2 separate regions of the Rattus norvegicus genome follow, and region 1 is linked to region 2. The links are chromatin contacts, called in public Hi-C maps. All regions are on one chromosome and are shown on one strand. The core of a region is the stretch at or near the end of the contact, and the rest is flanking DNA. Distances in the headings are between cores, read along the strand shown.

What was found. A called contact is a pair of places that touch in the nucleus more often than the background predicts.
Region 1: a Hi-C map of frontal cortex shows a contact between it and region 2, with 2.4 times the contacts expected there. The contact joins the promoter of Pcsk1n here to the enhancer-like site in region 2. A contact is called at or near these places in 2 of 12 Hi-C or Micro-C datasets (Schwann cells and frontal cortex) and 1 of 1 datasets of contacts at active chromatin or transcription factors (oligodendrocytes).

Annotation. Positions count from the first base shown.
Region 1 is chrX:17,253,884-17,257,757 of GRCr8, forward strand. Pcsk1n (proprotein convertase subtilisin/kexin type 1 inhibitor) reads right to left here and starts at 1,522. Exons shown (of 3, transcript NM_019279.1): 1 at 1,388-1,522. The coding sequence starts at 1,501.
Region 2 is chrX:17,067,207-17,071,010 of GRCr8, forward strand. No RefSeq gene overlaps it. Among named protein-coding and RNA genes, the nearest start is that of Was, 7.9 kb to the right of the region's middle. Within about 2 kb of position 2,400, at least 83 of the 93 cell types and tissues checked have an H3K27ac peak or open chromatin away from gene starts, as enhancers often do. A contact at or near this core is called in Schwann cells, where this site is marked.

The DNA.
Region 1 (3,874 bases), core at 272-2,771, 190 kb after region 2:
ATAAATAAACGTACAGCCATACACTTCAGTATAAACGAATCTCCCACTGAAGCAAAACCAAGGGAGGTTCTAAAGACTGACACGCAGAAAGGCCTCGATTCAAAACCACATGCACCCCCAACACACACACACACATACACACACACACAAAGGCAAATTCTAGAATCCCACTGCAGATGGCCTAAATCTGTCAAAGCCAAGGACTTCTTAGTGACCCCTAGTGACCACCAGAAAGCAGGTGCCTAGCTTGAATTCATTTCTCGGATGTTCCAAAAGCAGGAGGAATGAAACAATGGATCGTTTAAAGATAAGCTGCAAATACAAGTCTGGACTCAGTGGGCAGAAAATAGAAGGTAATGTCTATGGAGGGGGTGAGGCTAAAATCCTCCTCTGTGCTTTAGACAGCTTTGAAGAGGTAGAGAAGCAAGCTGCATAGAGAAGCAAGCTGCATGTGTCCTTGATCAGTATCCACCACCCTCAGTGCCAGGGGAAATCACTCACCAGTAACACACACACACACACACACACACACACACACACACACACACAACACTGCTATATCCGCTGCAAGGAACGGCATAGACGGTCTTTTTCATGCCTGTGTACTCGTTCCCGTTGGTGAAATGATCTTCAGTTACACTCTGAGCCACCCAGGTGCAAGGACACGCATCATCTTTACAAACACAATGCAGAGACATCATGGCTCCTTTCCCTGCAATGACACAGCTCCATAAAGAAGCAAAGAGGAAACTGTCCTGTGGATGCACATAGAAGAACCCGAGCATTCAGTCTACCCAAGCCGCCATGAAATATGTACCCCAAGGTAGAAGGACCACTCCTCCCAAAATGCAAACAAACGAACACAGAAACACATAAGTACACAGAAAGATACGCCCATATACTACGTCATCACCCATAAGAATTCACAAATATACACATGGTACCACTGAGAAAGCAACCAGGCCCGCAAAAAGTAAAACAGAAGCATCTGCAGTATTGTAGGGCGTTCGGGAGCAGTCAAAGCAAAGGACACACGGAAAGAACACAATGTCTATACACCTCGGTCGTCACTTCACAGGCTTAGATAGCTTTTCTGAATATACCCCTGTGCCACCGACAGCTCCACAGGCCACCGGCAGATTGACATCAGACCAGGCCCCGGATGCTGAGGGATGGGCAGGGTGCGTCTGCTGGCCATGCCCTGAGCAACATCATCCTCACACCCTGAAACTGTGCCTGACCTGCGCGGGGGCTTTCAACTGCAGCCCAGACCACCCTTACCAAGTTCTATATGTAAACCTGCAAAAATCCCTCACCAACACTTTCCCCATCTTCCTCCCCACTCCACCCCACCCCCACCTCCACCCCCTGCTGACTGGGGTCGCACCTTCACGGGCCTCGCTGACAGGGTGGGGGGCAGCCTCAGAAGACCCAAGAGCAGCAGCACCAAAAGGCCTACGCCCCCGGCCCTCGGCCCGCAGAGCAGCGGCGACCCCGCCATGCTGCCCCAACGAGCCGGGCTCCGGACGGGCGGACTGGCTGTCAAGTGCGCAGCGATGGGTATTAGGCACAGCCAAGGCGCTCTGCGGCTGCGCACATCAAGGAGACTGGCCCCCTCCTGTTTTCCTACTCTACGCAGGCGCAGAATTTGGGCTCTGGCCTTCTGCGCATCGCCATGGAGATGTCCAAGGGGCAAAGTGGAGAACAGAAGTCTGCACTGGCGGTTGCCATGGCAGTAATAAGGGCAGTTGCTAGGGAAATAGACCTTGCTGTTGAATTACCAGACAGACAAGGGAAATTGACTCAGTGGGCTGAAATAAGGCTCTGGTTTCTGTCCTTGGGGAGACAACAGACTATGTTCTGTTTGATGGATAAACAATTACAGGCTGCAGGCCTTGGACCACGGTGTTCACAGACAGAAATGAATCCAGATGACATGGCCGTGGACAGCTAGCTCAGTTCATATTGCCGATTAGCTATTACTAGCGACTGCACCCTCGAGACGATACTCACAGATCTATAGGCGTGCTGCTCCATAGTTCACTAAATGCTCCGTTCCATTCCCTCCCTGTGTGCTCGCTTGCCACCGCTATGCCTTGGCAATTGTGTACCCCACTCACATACGACAAAGACGTAAATGTGTTTTTAAAAAGTGATGCAACAAAAGGGTGCGAGGACCAGGCCTGGTGGCTCAGGTCAGCCATCCCCAACCACTTGGGAGGCTAAGGGAGAAGGATCTCAAGTTCAAGGCCTGTCTGGACTACATCTAGTTCAACAGTCTAGGGATGTAGCTCACCTGGTACAGTTTTTGCCTAGCATGTGCAAAGTCCTAGGTTTGATTCTGGCCACCCCATTAACTGGGTGTGGCAGTGCTAACCTTATCTATGATGTAGGTTTCTTTCTTCTTTTCTTTCCTTTTTCATTTTCTTTTCTTTTTTCTTTTGACAGGGTTTCACTACAGAGCCCTGGCTGTCCAGGAACTTACTATGTAGTTCAGGCTGGCCTCGAACTCACAGAGATTTGCAGGTCTCTGCCTCCTGAGGGCTGGGATTAAAGGCATAGAACACTATGCCACACACAAAGCAAGTTCTAAACCAGCAAAAACACACAAGTAGTTTAAGGCCAGCCTGTATAATATGAGATCCTATCTCAAAATGAAAAGTAAAAAGGAAAAAAGAAAAATAAAAAAGGAAAAAGGGGGATTTGAGCATGTAGCTCCGTCCTAGGGTTCTTGCCTAGTGTGCATCCCCAGTGTGACAAGAGGGAAGGGGGAACTTGTACAACACAAACAAATGTTCCATGCCACCACCACGGAAAGACACAAAATGTCCCCAACCCAAGTATGGTTGGCACAGTCCTGTATCCATGGACCTGGAAGGCAGAGGCAGGAGGATCATGAGTTTAAGGCCAGCTTGGGCCACACAGGGAGTTTGAGGGCAGCCAAGGATATATAGCACTTAGATATTGTCTCAAACAAATTAGGAGAAGTAGAGGTATATAGATAACTTGTAGAGCACATTCATGCCTGGAGCCCTGGAGTTCACCCCGTAACCAGAGAAACAAAAATAAAACAAAGAAGTAAAATGTATCACGGGGGTTGGGGATTTGGCTCAGTGGTAGAGCGCTTGCCTAGCAAGCGCAAGGCCCTGGGTTCGGTCCCCAGCTCTGAAAAAACAAAAGAAAAAAAATGTATCACAGCTCAGCATGCTATCACAGACCTTTAACCCCAGCACGCAGAAGGCAGAAGCGGGCAGATCCCTATTGCGTTCCTGGTCAATCTAGTCTACACAGAGAGCTCCAAAGCAGTCTAGGTTACAAAGAGAAACTACGTCTTAAAGGACAACCACAAAACCACCAAGCCCTGCAATGACCCATCAGAGGCTGGGAATGTGGCTCACTGGTGGGGCATGTCTACAGCTGGATTTGAACACCAGCACCACGTAAAAGAAGAAAACACAGAAGATTCGGATAGAATCAGCATGTGTTTCCCAGCAGGGGGAAATGGGAGAAAGCAATGACGACTGCTTCTTTCTGGATACAGAGCCAGTGGCTGCCATATTGTCTGGTAAAGTTACAATTAATACACACTGCTGCAATAATCAGAGGGAAACTCTATATTCTCATTTAGAATTGAAACAAAAGAAAAAATTAAAATGAAATTAAAACAAAGTATGATGACATGACATAGATCAAATGTGAAGGAAAGCCAGGCATGGTGGCAAACCCTTTTATCCTAGTACTCGGGAGGCAGAAGCAGAAAGAGTTCTGTTAGTTCAAAGCCAGCCTGGTCTATATAGAGAGTTTCAGGTCAGAGAGACCCTATCTCAAAAAAATTAAAAACAAATAAAATACTAAAAGAGCCAGTCCCATTGGT
Region 2 (3,804 bases), core at 1,150-3,649:
CCACACCCCTCATATCAGCTGAATGGTGGTCTCCTGCAACTTTAATCTTAGCACTCAGGGGGCAGAGACAAGCAGATCTCTTAGTTCAAGGTTACCCTGGTCTACATACAGAGCAAGTTCCAGGGCAGCCAAGACCACACAGAGAAACCCTGTCTTAAAAAAACAAAAACAATAACAAAAAAATTTAAAAACACTTTACAGCCCAGCCCTGTGGCTTTTAACCCCAGATGTCCAGTGGCAGAGAAAGGCAGATCTCTAAGTTCAAGGCCAGCCTTCGATACAAGTTCTAGGACAGCCAGGGGCAACACAGAGAATTTCTGTGTAAGGATTTTTTTTAAAAAAGACAAAAAATAGGACCCAGGATGTACCTCTGTTGCAGGATACTTTCCTAGCATGAAAAAGGTTCTGGCTTCATTCTGTAGTACTTAGAGAAAATGAAGAAAAAAAAAACAGTATTTTTCAGTAAAAAAAAAAATCAAAGAAAATTCACAAGTAAAGTGCTTCAAAATGTTTTCTGTTGTCAGTTGTAGTGACCCACATTTAATCTCAACATGGTAGACAGAAGCAGGTGAAATTTTTGAGTTAGAGTTAACTTGGCCTCCACAGTCAGTTTCAGACAAGCCAGGACCAGAGAGAATCTGTCTCAAAAAGAAACAAACAAAACCCAAATATTGTGTCAGCTGTACAAGAAGATAATTGCTGGCAATAAGTAAGATTTTAAAGCTTTGTAAAGAAAATACTTTTTTAAATAAAATTTAAGTTTTGAAGGAAAACGTTGCTTTAATAACTGTACTTTCAGAATGGGTACCAGACAACTCTTACTTTCAAAGTGCACAGAGAAGACATATCTGAAGTCCATATTTCAATTCTTTTCAGGGGTTGGGGATTTAGCTCAGTGGTAGAGCGCTTGCCTACCAAGCGCAAGGCCCTGGGTTCGGTCCCCAGCTCCGAAAAATAGAAAAGGAAAAAAAAAAAAAAGAAAACCTCAATTCTTTTCAGATTCATCCAGACTACACAGAATTTTTAGTATTGAGAAATGTTTTCCTTGTGCTTCCAATCCCTGAGGAGCAGATGTGTGCTGACTGTTTTGATATAGGTGTTCTGAACACCAAGCCGGGTCTGTGGAACTAGACTGATCACGACTTCAGTTGGTAGACCCTGGAGTCTCCCTTTGGTGTCTTTTGTTTGCAGGAGTAGCAAGATTGCTCTTTTGTGCTCAGAGGAAGATTTTACTATTACCATAAACGTTCACTCTCCTGTGGCATGTCTTTTTTTTTTTTTGTTTGTTTGTTGTTTGTTGTTTGAGACAGTTTCTTTGTGTAGCCCTGACTGTCCTGAAACCCTGGGACATGCTCTGTAGACCAGGATGGCTTCAAACTCAGAGATCCACTTGCCTGTGCCACCAAAGCTTAGCTTCTGCTACACATGATCAAGGATCACTAAGAAATTACCCTGTTTGAAGAACAAAATTTACACTGAGCCCTGTCCTCAAAAGAACCAAACAACAAAACGCAATTTTAAAAAATTGACTTGGGCTGGAGGATGGCTCAGTGGTTAAGAGCACTGACTGCTCTTCCATAGGTCCTGAGTTCAATTCCCAGCATCCACATGGTGGCTCGCAACCATCTGTAATGATATCTGTCGCCCTCTTCTGGTGTGTCTGAAGACAACTACAGTGTGTGTATATATATAAAATAAATCTTTATATGACCCAGGTTGGCTACTAAAGTATTCATTGCAGAAGTCCTAAGCCCCATAGTGCGAGCTCCCTAACCTTCCAGAGTAAACAAGTGCCCTCCGTTAGCTTTTTACCCACGACTAATTTTACAGACTGAGGTGGTATTTGAATCCACTACACAAGGTCCCTAAACCTAAAGCCCGACTTTGGCAGGATGCCCAGTCACAGGCTACAACCATTGCGCATGCACCGAGGCTGTCAACAGGAACTGGTGCAAACGTGGAGGCGGAGCTACGCTATTCCTAGGGCCGCAGCCTGAGAAAGGAAAAGTCCCGCCTCCATCTGACTAGAAACCAATCAGAGATCACTATGGCAGCCTCGAACCAATCAGAAGTCACCAGGATAGCTCCCGAGCCAATGGCCTGCGCGAATGCCTTGGGAACAGGTTCCAAACGGAAGGATAGGGGGTCAGAGGAAAGCTGGTGAACGTGGAGGGTGGGACAGAGTCCTTCCGCCGACTCGATCCTGCCATCCGCCAGAGTCAAACGGCAAACGGCAGGCCAGGACGGGGTCGTGTGGCGGGCGGACCGGTGGTCGTTTGGGGCCAGGCGCCGCTTCCTCGCTCCTCCCCCATCAACAAGTGGACCGTTCCAAGATGGCCGCTCTCCGTAGTGGCGTGAGCCCCGGCTGCGGCTCCGCTCCCGATCTCCCCCCCACACCCGACACCCCTGTGGTTCAGTCCGGGCGGCCGTGCTTGTGCCGGGCCGCAGGGGCTGAGACGTGGGCGCCCCTCGGGCCACGCGCAGTGGTTTGATCCATGCTAGCGTCACAGGCTTTGAAGTGGATACTTCCCTTGAACACAAATTCTCAGGGTGTTTTCAGTCCTGAGACCACAGACGTTTGTGACAGGGAAGACTTGCTGGGAGCGACCTGGCTTTTAATTTTGAGGCAGGGTCGCATACTATGTGTGTCCAAGCTGGCCTCGAACATACCATGCTGGCCACATTCGCCTCAAACTCAAGGATATCCTCCTGCCTAACCCGCTGAGCACTGAGATATAGGAGCGACCGAGGAGGGCGGGGAGAAGCTTGGAGTAATACTGAACATTACTCGATGTTTTATAAAAATGACAAATAATAACTCACCCAGGCTTGTTGACTGACACACACTGTGACCCCAGCACTCAGGAGATGGTACCCATCTTCAACTATATAGCCAGTCTGGGCTACATAAAACTGCCTCAAATAATAATGATGATAATATAAAACTAAAATAATATAATTATTTTTTTTTGGTTCTTTTTTTCGGAGCTGGGGACCGAACCCAGGGCCTTGCGCTTCCTAGGCAAGTGCTCTACCACTGAGCTAAATCCCCAACCCCATAATATAATTATTTTAAAAAATAATTATAACCTGACAGATTTCGCCCGCATCTTCATCACATTACACCAATGGTCTTAGTCATCTTAATGGCCTTAACGACTATTATTTTCTTTGCTGTGGAAGAGGGAACTGAGGTACTCAGAGCTCACCAGAAAGGACAGGGATGACAAGAGGACAAGAGCCAGAGCCCAAACTGTATAGCTCCAAATTTAGCTTCTAGCCCATTAGCTACCGAGCTGTGTGTGTACGTGTGTGTGTGTGTGTGTGTGTGTGTGTGTGTGTGTGTGTGTGTGTGTGTGTACGGTGTTGCTCAAGATGGACTTTAAAGCCTCTGAAACACAAGGCAGCACAGAGTTCAGCCCTCAGCACAGCACAAGTGACTCTTATCTCTACAGATGTTCTCTGTGCACACCCGGTTCCTCACTCACCGTGCCAGGACTCGAGGCTTCTAAACCACTCACTTACTCCTGGCCTCAGGAAACACCTCAGGAGTAAAATTTGCCATCTCACTCTCATCTAGTTCTTAAGAAACAGTAGTTGGCCCATCCCCATGTGTAAGTAAATTTTCAGGGTGGACTCAGTTGTATGGTGGGAACCAGAATGTAAAGATACCCAATTCAGGGCTTGAGGTATGCAATTGGGATCTTTTAGGCAACATCTTTACAAATTATAATCATTCGTTGTTTTTCTTTTGACACAGTCTTTGTAGCCTTGGCTGGTTTAAAACATACTACATAGATCGGA